Regions from separate parts of the Zea mays genome. Here all the other regions are linked to region 2. The links are chromatin contacts, called in public Hi-C maps. All regions are on one chromosome and are shown on one strand. Each heading gives the region's core, a stretch centred on a gene start, on an enhancer-like site or on the middle of the called end of the contact. The rest is flanking DNA. Distances are from core to core; before and after follow the strand shown.

Region 1 (4,336 bases), core at 1,163-3,662, 250 kb before region 2:
ATATGCACAAGAGAGTTCATTTACAGCACAAGAGATATGCTTAAATCTACATAGCATAATTATGTATCTAAGCCTTCATCCATGCCAAACAGGTCAAAGGACCGGCCCAGGTTCTCAAATGGGCAACAGTGTTGCCGTATTGGTGGGCACAGGTTCGTGGGGGGGGGGGGGGGGGGGGGGGGGGGGGGGGTTCTCAATCTACATGCGAAGAGTACCTTCTATCTTAAGCAAAACGACCAGGCTCTGTCTTAAACCCCACTGGTCAAGTTTTTTATCTATGCCTCCATGTTGATATAAACATAAATAATTATATTTTCTAGATGGTATTGTTTCTGGGTAATCACGCTCTCATGTGCATGTTCTCTAATTTCTATCATATAACCACATGTCTTGTGTACTGTACCCATCAATGTACACTGATGAAACAAAGGTCAGACAAAAGGTATGTGACATCAAAGTCTGGTCGGGAGGTTTTTCTGTGGTCGGATAGTGAGAGACATGTGGAAGGTAATATGGATATTTATCCTGAATGTACACAACACAAGGCAGCATACCTCTATAATAATTGGTTTCCCATCTTTCATGGCCTTCTTCAAATCGCCAGCCAAACCTAGTGAAAGGTAGCACAAAGTATAGGGACAATATTATCAGGTAGCCAAAGGAAATCAATGGAGTGATTACTATAGCTAGTTTGATCCAGATAAAGTGACAATGACATTTGCAGAGAAGATAAAGTGGGCATAAAATATGGCATACCCTTGCGTACAACTCTGCATTCTCTGCAGAATTCAGTGATAAGCTCTTCAGGTGAATTAAAATCGCGAGCCCACACAGGAACTGAAGTAAGTGGCGCACTGCATGTGTTAATCACGTGAGTACAAATTTTTATGTGCCCAAACTCAAATCATGGATGGTCCACATATCTTCACAAAAAGGAGGGACCAAGGGCAGCAACAGAACTAGGTAGTGGCATTTTTTTACTCCCTCCGTTTCTTTTTATTTGTCGCTGGATAGTGTAATTTTGCACTATCCAGCGACAAATAAAAAGAAACGGAGGGAGTATTAAACAACCAAAAAAAAAAAGAAGACACAACTTACTCTGTTGATGTCCGCAGCAGCTCATACACCATGTCAGTCTGCAGTTGCACAAGGGTAAGGAAACGAGGCACATGAGACATGAGCTATAGACTGGAAAAGATAAATAATAAACCCACCTGCAAAACATTAGGCAAATTGAGCCTCTGAGCAAGTTGTGTAGCGATTGTTGATTTTCCAGTACAGGCAGTTCCACACACCAAAATTACTAGTGGAACCCGTTGATGATGGAACCTGCACGAGGTAGGGGATGAGCACATCAGAAACATGTAATTTGAATGCCGCTGGTGTAAGAGAGAAGAGTTTCTTTCTATGCGAATGTAGGATAAGCACAAACATCGTGGTTTTTTCCTGGAATACGCAGGAGAGCTGTGCATCTTTGTATTAATAGAAGAATAAGAAAGGGGGGAGAGAAGCAGACTACTATAGAGAAGCAGAAGATGTATTTTTGGCCACTGCAGCAGAGTACCTTGTCATCATTTTATAGCGATTTATATACTCCTCTCCGTATCCCCGTTTTTCCATAAGCTGTGGAAGGAGGGAAGTTATAAGTTTGTGTAATCGGCTGAGGAAGTAGCATGCAGCAGGGAAGGGAAGCAGGAAGGTACCTAACCTTGAACAGATTAGCCTCTAGATCACTCTGGGATCTGTAAAATAAGGAAGTGCAGGAGTTAGAGAAAAAAAAAGGTACTAGCATACAATATAACATGTTGAAAGCTAATAGGATAGTTAGATGGTGGGGGAGGGGAATGGGAGAGAGGAAGAAGATGCATATACATACACATCAAGCAGGCTGTTGTCGACAAGCAGCTTCTTGAGCTCAAGGGCAATCTTGATGGCGACATGATTAGGAATCTGTGTGTTTTGTTTAAAAAATAAGAGCAAATACAAGGGGAAGGGAGGGTTAATTGATTGATGGATGGATAAAGGAAAGAGGAAATTAGTAGTGTACCTTGGTGACTGTGAGCATCCTGCTGAGGAGGAACCTGGAGAGGACGTAGTAGTGGTCGGCGTTCTCCCCGAGCCAGACCTTGACCTTGACGAAATCGTACTTGGAGGAGGCGTTGCGGGAAGGGATCGTCTGCGTTGCGGACGAGGCGGCGGCATCACCGAGGTCGGGGGGCGGCAGTGGGTCGGGATCGGCGGGTGCTGGGTCCTGCTGTTGCTGCATCGGGTCTGGGTCTGGCGGGGCTGGGGCTGGGGCTGGGGCTGGGATCGGGATGGTGATGATAGATGGATTTGGAGAATGGCGCGGAGACGAGACTAGGAAGATGAATCATCAATCGACTCGAGCTCGAGAGACGCACCAAGTCGCAGAGGATGGAGGGATGCGCCTCCTCCTCCTCGTCCTCCCGGACGGAGGAACAAGACAGCTGGCTGGGCCAGGCACAGACCGCCTCCCTCGTGTCACGTCAGTTGCCACCGCCGCACTCGCTCACTACACGTGTTTTGCTTTTACACCGTCCATTCGTCCAATAAAATACAAGAGAACACATAACTTTTATAAATTTAGACGGCTAATTTATAAAATAAACTAGTTTTCACTTTTTTAAAGCTTTGAGTGACTCGTTTTCAACTGACCCACCATTATAAGCTTAGATAGTCAAAATACATCAAGACTTGATCAAAATTATAAATACGTATAGCATAGAATAAGTATAATAAAAAAAAACCAATAATACTTAATTAATGTTATAAATATTGTTATTTAGTTTTAGTCTAAATTAATATGTTTTAAATCTTAATAAAATTAAAATAACTTGTAATTTAGGATGTAAGAAGCATATTTCGTTTCCTGATTTATTTGAACGAACAAAATATTTATCTCCTATCTATTTTTTACCGTAATAAAACCAACTATTTGAAACTTAACACTCGAAATTTAGAGCTGACGGTATATGTATATGTATGTCGGTGTAATTATGAATGCACAGCAAAATATGTGATGGAAATTGGTAGAACATACAAACCAAATTGATACAGTCCATGCGCGTTACCAACGAGTCCGGCAAGACGCGGGTGGCGGACCACGGCAGCCCGACAAAGTGTACAGCCCAATTGTCCAGTTCGACTATCTAGCTACTTGTTGTATTAGACACATATATACTACTACATGAAGATACACATACATACATACATACACGCTCCAATAATGTCAACAATTCCAATCAATTATGCGTATATAATAGCGGTAACAATTTTTTTGTATTTCAATTAAGAAGAAAAAAAATTGATCTAGTTTTAAGTGAAACGACCGAGCCTAAAACGACGCACAAACAACTCAGACAACAGCAATCCGCGAGATATATGTGTTCACTGTTCAGTCACACTGCACATACATATTAATATTATCATGGGAGACCAGAGATTATTATTATCATTATCATTATTATTATTATATATATATATATATAAAAGGTCCGAGCAGCCTCACTGTTGAGTCACACGAATTCACCAAATATATCATGACATCCGTCCCATTTCCGCTGCTGTCGTGCCTCCCAGTAACCTCCCACATAGCGGAATGTGTCATCATCCCTTCGGAACCATCTTGGTTTCCAACCATTGTCCTGCATCTTCCGTGACTGCAGTGAAGAAAATCCAATTACATAAGCTTTTCTATTCTATTTGTCGCCAAATATTCGAGATGCATGGGCATACCATCCGTTGCCTCCTCTCCAGTCGCAGCTTCTCAGCATTGGCCTTACTATACTCCCCGTTCTCTACATGTCGCTGATCTGGTCTGAGTCTTGAATCCGTTGGTGGAAGGCTCTCCTAACCAGCAGCAATTCAGAAGTGGCGCTAACAACAAAGGAGGCATCATAACGACCTATATCTACCTACCTTGAGTTCTGGAGTCAACTCGTTCAGAGTTATTGCGAACGATGAGAGGTTATAGCGAGTGGGATTAGTCGAAGCTTCATTTTTCTCCCACAACAGAATCACATTCTGCCCTGATGCGCTGCAGTACATCCTCTCATCCCACTTTCCCATTAGGCTTGCCACCGTCGAACCATCACCGTCCTTAACCAATCCTTCAACCTTGCATACATACAGCTACATCTTAGTAACATCCATCAAAACGATTCCAATGGGATGCTGCATTTCTTTTTACCTGCCGAGGGTTGCGCTCAACGAAAGATTGCCGTTTGAAAATCAGCTTGCATGAATATCCCCTGTTCCCAGTTATACTCATCGTTCCATAGTGATTACAATAAATTTGACCAATGATAACGTTATT
Region 2 (3,961 bases), core at 207-2,706:
GGCTTCAGTATAACTATTTTGTTAACTGGCTGAGAACTACTGGTTCCTTGTGCAGTCTGCCTTGGTGAGGATCTTTCCTTCTTCCAGAAAAAGATATTCCTGCTCTCTTTACCATATCTCCTGGTGGCCAACTCATGCTGGTTCAGACTCTTTGGATCTTTGTTGGAGTCGGTATTATCTGCTATTTTTGTGGGCTCTAGATTGTTCCCTATCAGTCTGTTTTGGTTTCTTTGGGCGCTCTCCAAAATACGTGAATTTGACTTCTGAAAGAAAAGTTCGGTGTCTGAGCTTAGCATCTCCAGCGCATCTCTGAATTTTTTGGGCTGAGTTTTACTACTGCTACATCGATGTTTGCCACCAGCAGTATCATATTCGTCACCCCGTGAAGTTTGCTGCTCATAAGCAAATGTGCACGGAGGATTATCTAGCTCTGCAATCTTTGTTTGGATTAGGGCTTTCATCTCCGTACATAACTCCCCATTATTGTTGCAATTTCTATGGATCCGTCCTAAGAAATCTGCCAAGGCAAATTCAAGCTCATTTTCTTCTGCTTCTTTTATGCAGTTGGAAGCAGTGGGATCCAAAGATCCAGATGGAGCAGCCGTGGTGGTGATACCTCTGATGTGATTTTGGTCTCCCTTCTTCGCTTTGCTGTTTTGGGCTGAACTTTTGTCCAGGCAGGCACCATGTCCCAGGTCAGCTAATATTCTCTCAACCTCATCATTTGGAAGCTTCAGCTGTTTTAGCTTTCGTAGCTCGTCCTCCATAAGTCTTTTGACTGTTGGTTTGCTGGAACTGGGTTCCTCCATGTTCTGAGAAACATATATATAGGATATGCAAATTCTCAGAATATACGCTGTAACATGTGCACGCAGGAAAAAAAAAAAGAAAGAATGAGATAATGCATACATAGAACATAAGCTTGAAGAGCCTCCCGCGTGGGCAACTTCGGCGGGCGTAACCCTAGCCGTCGCCGCCGCCTCTCTCTCCCTTCTTCCCTCCGTCTCGCCGCTGCCGGAGGGTGCGCGCGGGCCCCGGAACGGTGACGGAGGCGCTCAGGCCCGCTGCCGGCCGGGCGCTGCTGGCTGTGCCGGCGACCGTGTTGGAGCCGGTGCCTGTGGCATTCCACCGGCATTTCGGGCACCGTATCCTAGTGGGCGCGAGCGGGTGTGAGGGCGAGGCGGCCCTACTCAGCTCTGTGGCCGACAGCGCTAGGGGCGCGTGGTTGGCGTCGGTAGGGAGTTGCTCTGTTCTCCCCTCCCGCCCACAACCGCGTCTCCTCCCTGGCCTCACCGGGGTCCGGCGGTTTTGGGGCCGTCAGCCTGGTTTTGGGCCCTCTCGCTGGATCTACGCCTTGGTGATGGTGGTTCCTGCGGAGAGGAGGGGTGGTGCCTACGTGGGCGTTGCGAGGCCACAAAGTTTGAGAGAGAGACGTCCAGTGGCCCGATGAGGTGCGTTGGCAGGGCTGCACTATGGTCGAGATGCTTGCGGCGGGGCTCTCCTCTCGTTTGGCCTGGCGATGGGCTGAGAGACTTCTTGGCCAAAAGCCATCGCAGCAATGGTGACGCTTGTGGTTGTGGATGCCACTTCCCCCGTCGGGAGTGTCGCATTCTTAACATTGTCTTCTATAGATAAAAATCCGATCTATCCCGAACAAGGGACGACGGTGACGTTCTACACGTCACTCCCTTTTTAAAGACGCCGCTGTTAAAGTTTGTCTTGGCCACAATGTCGTCTTGGATTGTTGCTTTCACTTCTCGACATCTGGTATGCGGATGGAGGTAGGGTTTTGCAACATAAAGCTGAAACTGCTGCATCAGAGGATGTGGCTCGACAACAATGATATGAGACTAAACCCTCTTATCAAGGATTGGATTGTTTCGTAGGTTGGGCAATTGCCGGGAGCGAGGCGGAGAAGCAAACTTGTTGGTGAAGAACCGGAGCTGCCTTGCGTGGAGTGTATTGAGGCTTGGCATCCTTTTGCGTCGATGTTTGGGTGTAGGAGTCGTTAAGTTCCTTTAGCCATGTGCGGCCTGTCTAGTGAAGTCAGAGCTGCTCATCCTTTACGTTGAGCTCGACAACGATGAATCTGAACGAGTTTTGTGTGGAGGGCTACCGTTGTGTGAGTTGTTTGTGCACTCTGTGTAGGTTTTAGACCCGATTTTCTTTAAAACTAGATCAATTCCGTTCTTTTTAATTGAAAGGCAGAGCTCCTGCTATTACGTTTAGAAAAAAAACTAAAATAAACAATTCCCATTTGAATGCTAATATACATGCAAAGTATGCAATCGATGGGGTACCCCTAAGCCCTTGTATATTGTTAACTAGAACCGTATCTGTGGGAGATATTGAAGTACACGCATGCCTGAAGAAGGACAACCATTCAACAGACTGTTGTATTGTTCAGCTAAACTTGTTTACTGATCTGGAGATTGAAGAACACACTGGCCATCGTGTATGAAGAGAACTTACATAATCGCCGTATTCATCTATTTCGTCCAAGTCCTTGGAATTCTTTCTTGAGTGGCCCCTTCGTCCTGCAACCATTCTGGGGTGCATAAGTACAAACTCAAGATTATTTGTTGAGCAATAGTACTTGAGAGAAACACTTACCAGAAAAGGCACTGAAACTGTGCCTTCTACTCCCTGGCTGCTTCCTGTCCAACAGGAGCTTATTGGCGTCATGGCGGGAATAGAACATGCGGATGAGGCCTGCCATGCAGCCTATGCTGCCGTCCTGGTGGCGTCGAATAAGGCGCTTCTGGCTTCTCTTCCCCATTTTCTTGCGATTTCTGAAGGAAGAAGAAGAGGAAAGGACGGAGGGTGCCCCCTCAAGAAGAAGGGAGAAAGAATGGGCCGGGAGGTCGGAGGAGGAGGATCGGAGCACATGCCATGCACAAGCAAAACGCACGCTACGCTACCTTAGCTTTTTTCCCCACCTGCACTGCACACTGCAGAGCGAAAAGGCGAGAGGGGGCAGGCAGAGATCCATCCAGCCATCCAGCCAGCCAGCCAGCCTTTTTGGCAGTAGTAATTTTGCCTCCGGCCTGCGCTATCCACATACGTCTCTCTCTCTCTCTTGCCTCAGCTGGACTCTTGTGTTGGCTGGGCTGGCAGCAACACCCCCAACACTCCACGGGCACGGCACTGCGCTACACCATGGAGAGTAAATAATATTCCTTTTTCCTTGTGCAAAGGAAAGGATTCATATGTCGCGCATCTGTGTAACCTCGGATTGGTTACCAACTCCCAGCTGCTACTCAGCTAATTAAAACACCACCGTTGTTATTATTCAGCTAAACAAAACACCACGATTGCGATGGATCATGAGTACCGTACGTGCGGTGTCAGGCAAATGCAGTGCAGGCCCACTTTTTCCCACTAATTTTTTGCCAGCCCAGCAGATTGCCAGATCCACCACCACCCACAATCACCTTACCCCTATTATAGATGATATAATAATCAACCAATCCATCCATGCTGCTCGATTCATTCCATCGCAACAACAAAACCACACAACTAACTATCCCTTTTTCTCGATTAGGAACTGCATCCATCCATCCATGATATATTGATATGAGAAGTAGCTAGCTACTAGTACCCAAGCTCAGGCGGCATGCAGGCCACAATGGCCTGCATTTCTCTTCTCCTCCGCTTCCTGGCCCTCCTCAGGATCTCCTGGCTCTCCTCCGCGCCCACCTTCACCAGGTCGCACTCACCTGCACCTGCTTGCACAAATAAAAGCCCACGCCCTTTGCTGTTCACCTCAAAGGCCACAATTCTGAAATGCTCGCTCCCTAGTGGCGTTTTACCTACCTGACCCCAGGGGCGCCGGCCTCAGGATCACGCAGGAAGCAAGGGCCTCGCTGCCGCCATCGTCGGAGTCGTCGTCGATGAATATCACCACCTGCATGCAATGCATCACCATCACGGTCATGGACACACAGAGCCATACGTCAAA
Region 3 (4,392 bases), core at 674-3,173, 150 kb after region 2:
GAACAGTAGCACCGTACTGTTCACGCTGATTTGTAATCTCTCTCGCATCAACACCTTCGAGCAAGCCGAAGGTATCAATGTGATACAAATTTTGTTGATGTTCATACATGTTTTAGATTGCAAATACAAATGAATTAATTGGATATACTTGCTATTCTCATCTCTTTGCATCCTTATTTATCTTTAAGATGATGAAGACATGTCCTTCATGACCTTCATCTGATGATCATTATGTCCATATGGAGATAATGCTTCGGAAGACGAAGGTCTTTTATACTTAACAATTGTGTTGCCTTGTTCTTGAATCACAACATTTGAGAACAAGTGACCAACAAGGCCCATCGTGGTCTTCCGTTGATGTGAATGGTCCTTGTTGTCCTTTGAAGAGTCGGGTGGTCGAACACAAACTCCTCCAACATCCTTCAAACTATACCTGCCACATTCATCGCACGCAGCACACACCGAGGGGTCAGAGAGCCATAATTGCATTAGCCATGTATAAGAATTCATGGGGTTTTGCATCTTGGCACTGAAGATTCTTATCAGGCTAATTTAGCTCAAAGCGACAAATGTTAGGGGCGACCTGGTTGGGGCTGCTTGAGGCGACCTGGGTTGGTCCCAACTTGGTCGGGGCGATTGAGCCAAGTCCAACCTAGTTGAGGTGGCTAGACCAGGGTTGCTATAGTTGGTGCAGACTTGGTGTGGGGAATTAGGATGACTAGGTCGGGCCCGACTAAGGTGTCTTTGGTCCGAATTGAGTTTTGTTGATGGCGCTCTTTATCTTTGAGCAATCTTTTGGGCCGTCTTGAGGTACCTCTGCTATAGGTACACAACATCGTGTTTTGTTTTAATTTAGAGTCTATAAAAAGTCGATGTGACATTGATGTGGTTGTAGGCTGACAGTAAAGGCTATGCACTAGAACGCTATGATGGATAAGGACTGATGACGATTGATAGTGTCGTTGATGGTATGGTCGATAAGTGACGTGACTGACACGATTGGATGTAGGCTTAGGCTAGCATGGTGGGATATGGTGTCAAAACGTATGAACAAAGTTGTTTTAAGGTTATTTGAATTAGTACAATGTTGCACGTTGTGATGGCACACAAATTATTCAATAAAATGTTAGTGTGCAACAATTACATGAAAGCGAACGACACATATATTATCATCGACCTCAATATCTCATAAATTATTTGTCAACAGTCAATCTCTACTACTATAAAACATTAATTTACACGTGCTTTAGTAGAACACTAAAGTTGGTTTCACAATCAGAATAGCATAACATGAAGTCCAACTTTTATGGTGGAGGATGGTACAAATCTACAAAAGAGAATTAAATGCAGGTACAATCTCAAGAAAAAAGTAGTTCGTGAAGAAGACATATGGTCTATCTGGTTTATCGGTTTGGTGTTTAGTTGTTTTGGTTTTAACAGTTCTCTAAAACCATTGCGTTAAGTACAATCTTGGTCAAGGTTAGCGTGGTAGTGGCCTGCTCAATCGGAGTAGTTAAAACCTGTGGAATTTTGTTGCTTTTGAGTAATGAAATTTGGTTAGTAGCTTTGCTAGATGTACTGAAGCATAGAAATGAGTCTGATGGACAATCTCAGTTGTCTTAGGGCTTGTTTGAAAACACTCAGTTTTTTTAAAATAGTTTATAAAAACTGAGGTAGTTCCGAGCATACTAATGTTTGTCACAGTTTATAGAAACTAGATTATTAGTTTCTTAAAAACCAAAAAATAGTCTCCATTAGCTAAAGATAGTTTATAAAAACTGAGCTGGTTCAAAATATTATTAACCAGGTTTTTTTTATAAACCAGCTTCTAAAAACTGGAGATATAATCTGGATTTTTAAAAAACTAGGTAACAGGCCTTAGTTCTGCTTACTTAACTTTCTGAACTATGTACGCTTGTTACGAGCTGAGCATTTCGGCTCAGAACATCAATTCTGCATGCAGACACCTTGACATCAATTCTCCAAGAAGTCGGTTATTGGAAGCAGACGAGAGGAGGGCGAGCGGAACAATGCCACTGCTCTTGCCAATCGAGGAGAAGTACCAGACAAGGGCGACATCGACGACAACGACGACGACGACACGCGAGATCGCCTCAGAAATCTCGCAACCACAAGGCAGCTGGCCTGCTGTTCTGACGACAGCCATTGCACGCACCAGCCAGAGAAGTTGAGGTTGCGCCTTCTCCTCTCGGGCTCGGGCTCGGTAGGTATATGCCTGCATTCCCATTCCCAACCAGGTCTGGTCTGGTCTGCTCCGGTCCGGTCTTCTCTCCCGACCCCGACCTGGCCTCCTCCCTCCCCTCTCCAGCAGAGCTCTCCCTCCCCCTCCCCCTGAGGTGAGGTGGCTGAAGTCGGGGGACATGGTTTCTTTCTCCGCTTCCTAAGATTCCTCTTCTTCCCCCCAACCCACCACCTACACCTTTTGCTGCGCCGCACCTGCACGGCCGCTCCATGCGCCGCCGTATCTCAGTCTCAGGTCAGCATCACCAACCGCAGTTCCACCTCCCGACCCCAGCCGCAATCTAGGAGGAGGGCCGCCGCTCTCCCCTCGGCCGCATCGCATGGTAACCACCACCAGCAGGGCAGGATGTTCAAGCTTCACCGCCACCGCTCCTCCGACCGCGTCGGCGAGCGCTTCGACTTCAGATTCTCCAACTTCCGCGCCGTCCAGGTTGGTTCCTTTCCTCTCTCTCTCTCTCTCTCTCTCTCTCTCTCTCTCTCTCTCTCTCTCTCTCTCTTACTCTCTTCCTGCTCTCCCTCCCTCCTTCCTTCAGGGACTAGCCGGCCGGCCAGCGGGGGAGGACAGACAGTACCAAAACCTCGCTTACCCGATCCGATACAAAAGAGAGGCCCTGCGATTACCACAAATTCTTCTCTCATATCTTATCTACTGGAGTAATCGCTTTGCTGCTTGCCTTTCATCTGCTGATTTGCTCTCTCCCGCTAGGCCAAGGCCGCTGCTGATGTGATGGCAGACACTCGTCATCCAACCTACATTCCTTCACCTTTGCTACATCAATGTAGGATCATGCTCGAGCTTACTGGAGTAGCTCGTATCGTACGAATTATTATTGTGCCTCCTTTCCTTGGTTACTCACGTCACGTCACGTGTGTGCCTACCTCAAAGCCACTCCCAAAAGGGAAGGCAAACGGGAAGCCGTGCTGCTTTGCTTGTACCAAACCAATCTCATATGCAAATCGCATTATTTGCTTCCTCTCCCAGTCCCCTCCCTCCCCTGGTGATTCAATGGCTACCTTTTGCCATTCAATCAGTTTACTTTCTCAGGGGGTCCAACTTTACTTTGTTTCACGAGTTGCCTGCCGTTCATGTGTGCGTGTACCCCGGAAAAAGAATCGTCCTTCCTCTTCATTTTTAAAGTAGAATATGCCAGTGGAATTTTGTTTGACTTCTCATTCATTTCATATGCGCCTTTCCTGCAGTTTATCTTATTCCATGTGCTACATGACATGTATCCCCTCCATTTTCGTGTCTCATGGATTGGTTTCATTTTTTACAGGTCCCCGCCATTTCAGACAGGCTCTTCCTTTCCATAGTCTCCGTAGACAATGGAAAAACAATTGCAAAGTCCACTAAAGTAGCTTCTCGTAGTGGAATATGCCAGTGGCCCGACACCATCTTGGAACCCATATGGTTCTCCAAGGACCAAGTCTCCAAAGAATTTCAAGAGTGCCAGTACAGGATTATTGTTTCCCTGGTATGTACCATGATGCATATTTTCCTACCTTACCTGTTCTTGGATGTCTAGTTCCTGCTTCAATCTCGATGCCTATTACCTTAGGCTATTTACTCTGTCTTATTCCTGTCGCATGGCTATGCAATTTTTGGGTCACTAACAACTGCTCTCATGTAATGTTCCAGGGATCGGCAAAATCTGGCATTCTTGGGGAGATTCTTCTAAATCTCTCTAATTTTCTGAATTTGGCCGATCCAACCGCTATCTCTTTGCCACTGAAGAGATGCAACTCTGGAACAGTTTTGCAGGTGCGTTTCGCTACACCTCCTTGTTTCCAATGGCCACTTGGGCATTGCTTACATGATTTGGTAGCCAAAAATATGCTGGTATTACATTCCAATCATAGCTGCCAACAGTTACGTAGGTCCCTATTTCATGCTTGTACTTTTTGGTAGCGTGCCTGATGGGGCACCCCTACTGCTACTTAAGTACTTATGTTGACGTTCATATTTTTTCCCTCATACACAGCTTAAGGTTCAATGTCTTGGCACAAAATCTAAGCTGAGGTAACTAGACTGAAGCCTCCATACTTCATTCTTGCCAAGTTCTGTTCAGTCTTCGCTTCCCTCAAATCCTGAATTTTGATTCTTCCATTTCTATGTAGTGGTGTCAGATC

The links. Hi-C and Micro-C count contacts between places; a contact is called where the count stands out from the background.
Region 1: a contact with region 2 is called in a Hi-C map of tassel, with 2.2 times the contacts expected there. The contact joins the promoter of LOC100383156 here to the promoter of LOC100384533 in region 2. A contact is called at or near these places in 3 of 25 Hi-C or Micro-C datasets (ear, endosperm and tassel).
Region 3: a contact with region 2 is called in a Hi-C map of seedling, with 5 times the contacts expected there. The contact joins the promoter of LOC103639615 here to the promoter of LOC100384533 in region 2. A contact is called at or near these places in 6 of 25 Hi-C or Micro-C datasets (ear, leaf and seedling).

The regions. Positions count from the first base shown.
Region 1 is chr9:161,596,647-161,600,982 of Zm-B73-REFERENCE-NAM-5.0, reverse strand. It overlaps LOC100383156, which reads right to left and starts at 2,412. Exons shown (of 14, transcript NM_001175821.1): 1 at 2,048-2,412; 2 at 1,877-1,950; 3 at 1,709-1,742; 4 at 1,565-1,623; 5 at 1,215-1,329; 6 at 1,099-1,136; 7 at 757-854; 8 at 555-610. The coding sequence starts at 2,266. LOC100192056 (putative oxysterol binding domain family protein) reads right to left here. Exons shown (of 9, transcript NM_001137479.1): 6 at 4,211-4,336; 7 at 3,940-4,137; 8 at 3,757-3,870; 9 at 3,403-3,680. The coding sequence ends at 3,537.
Region 2 is chr9:161,343,043-161,347,003 of Zm-B73-REFERENCE-NAM-5.0, reverse strand. It overlaps LOC100384533, which reads right to left and starts at 1,456. Exons shown (of 5, transcript NM_001177051.1): 1 at 910-1,456; 2 at 1-812. The coding sequence starts at 918. It also overlaps a transcript of LOC100192912 not described here.
Region 3 is chr9:161,192,616-161,197,007 of Zm-B73-REFERENCE-NAM-5.0, reverse strand. LOC103639615 (paramyosin) reads left to right here and starts at 1,923. Exons shown (of 9, transcript XM_008662350.3): 1 at 1,923-2,692; 2 at 3,540-3,737; 3 at 3,902-4,024; 4 at 4,245-4,282; 5 at 4,381-4,392. The coding sequence starts at 2,609.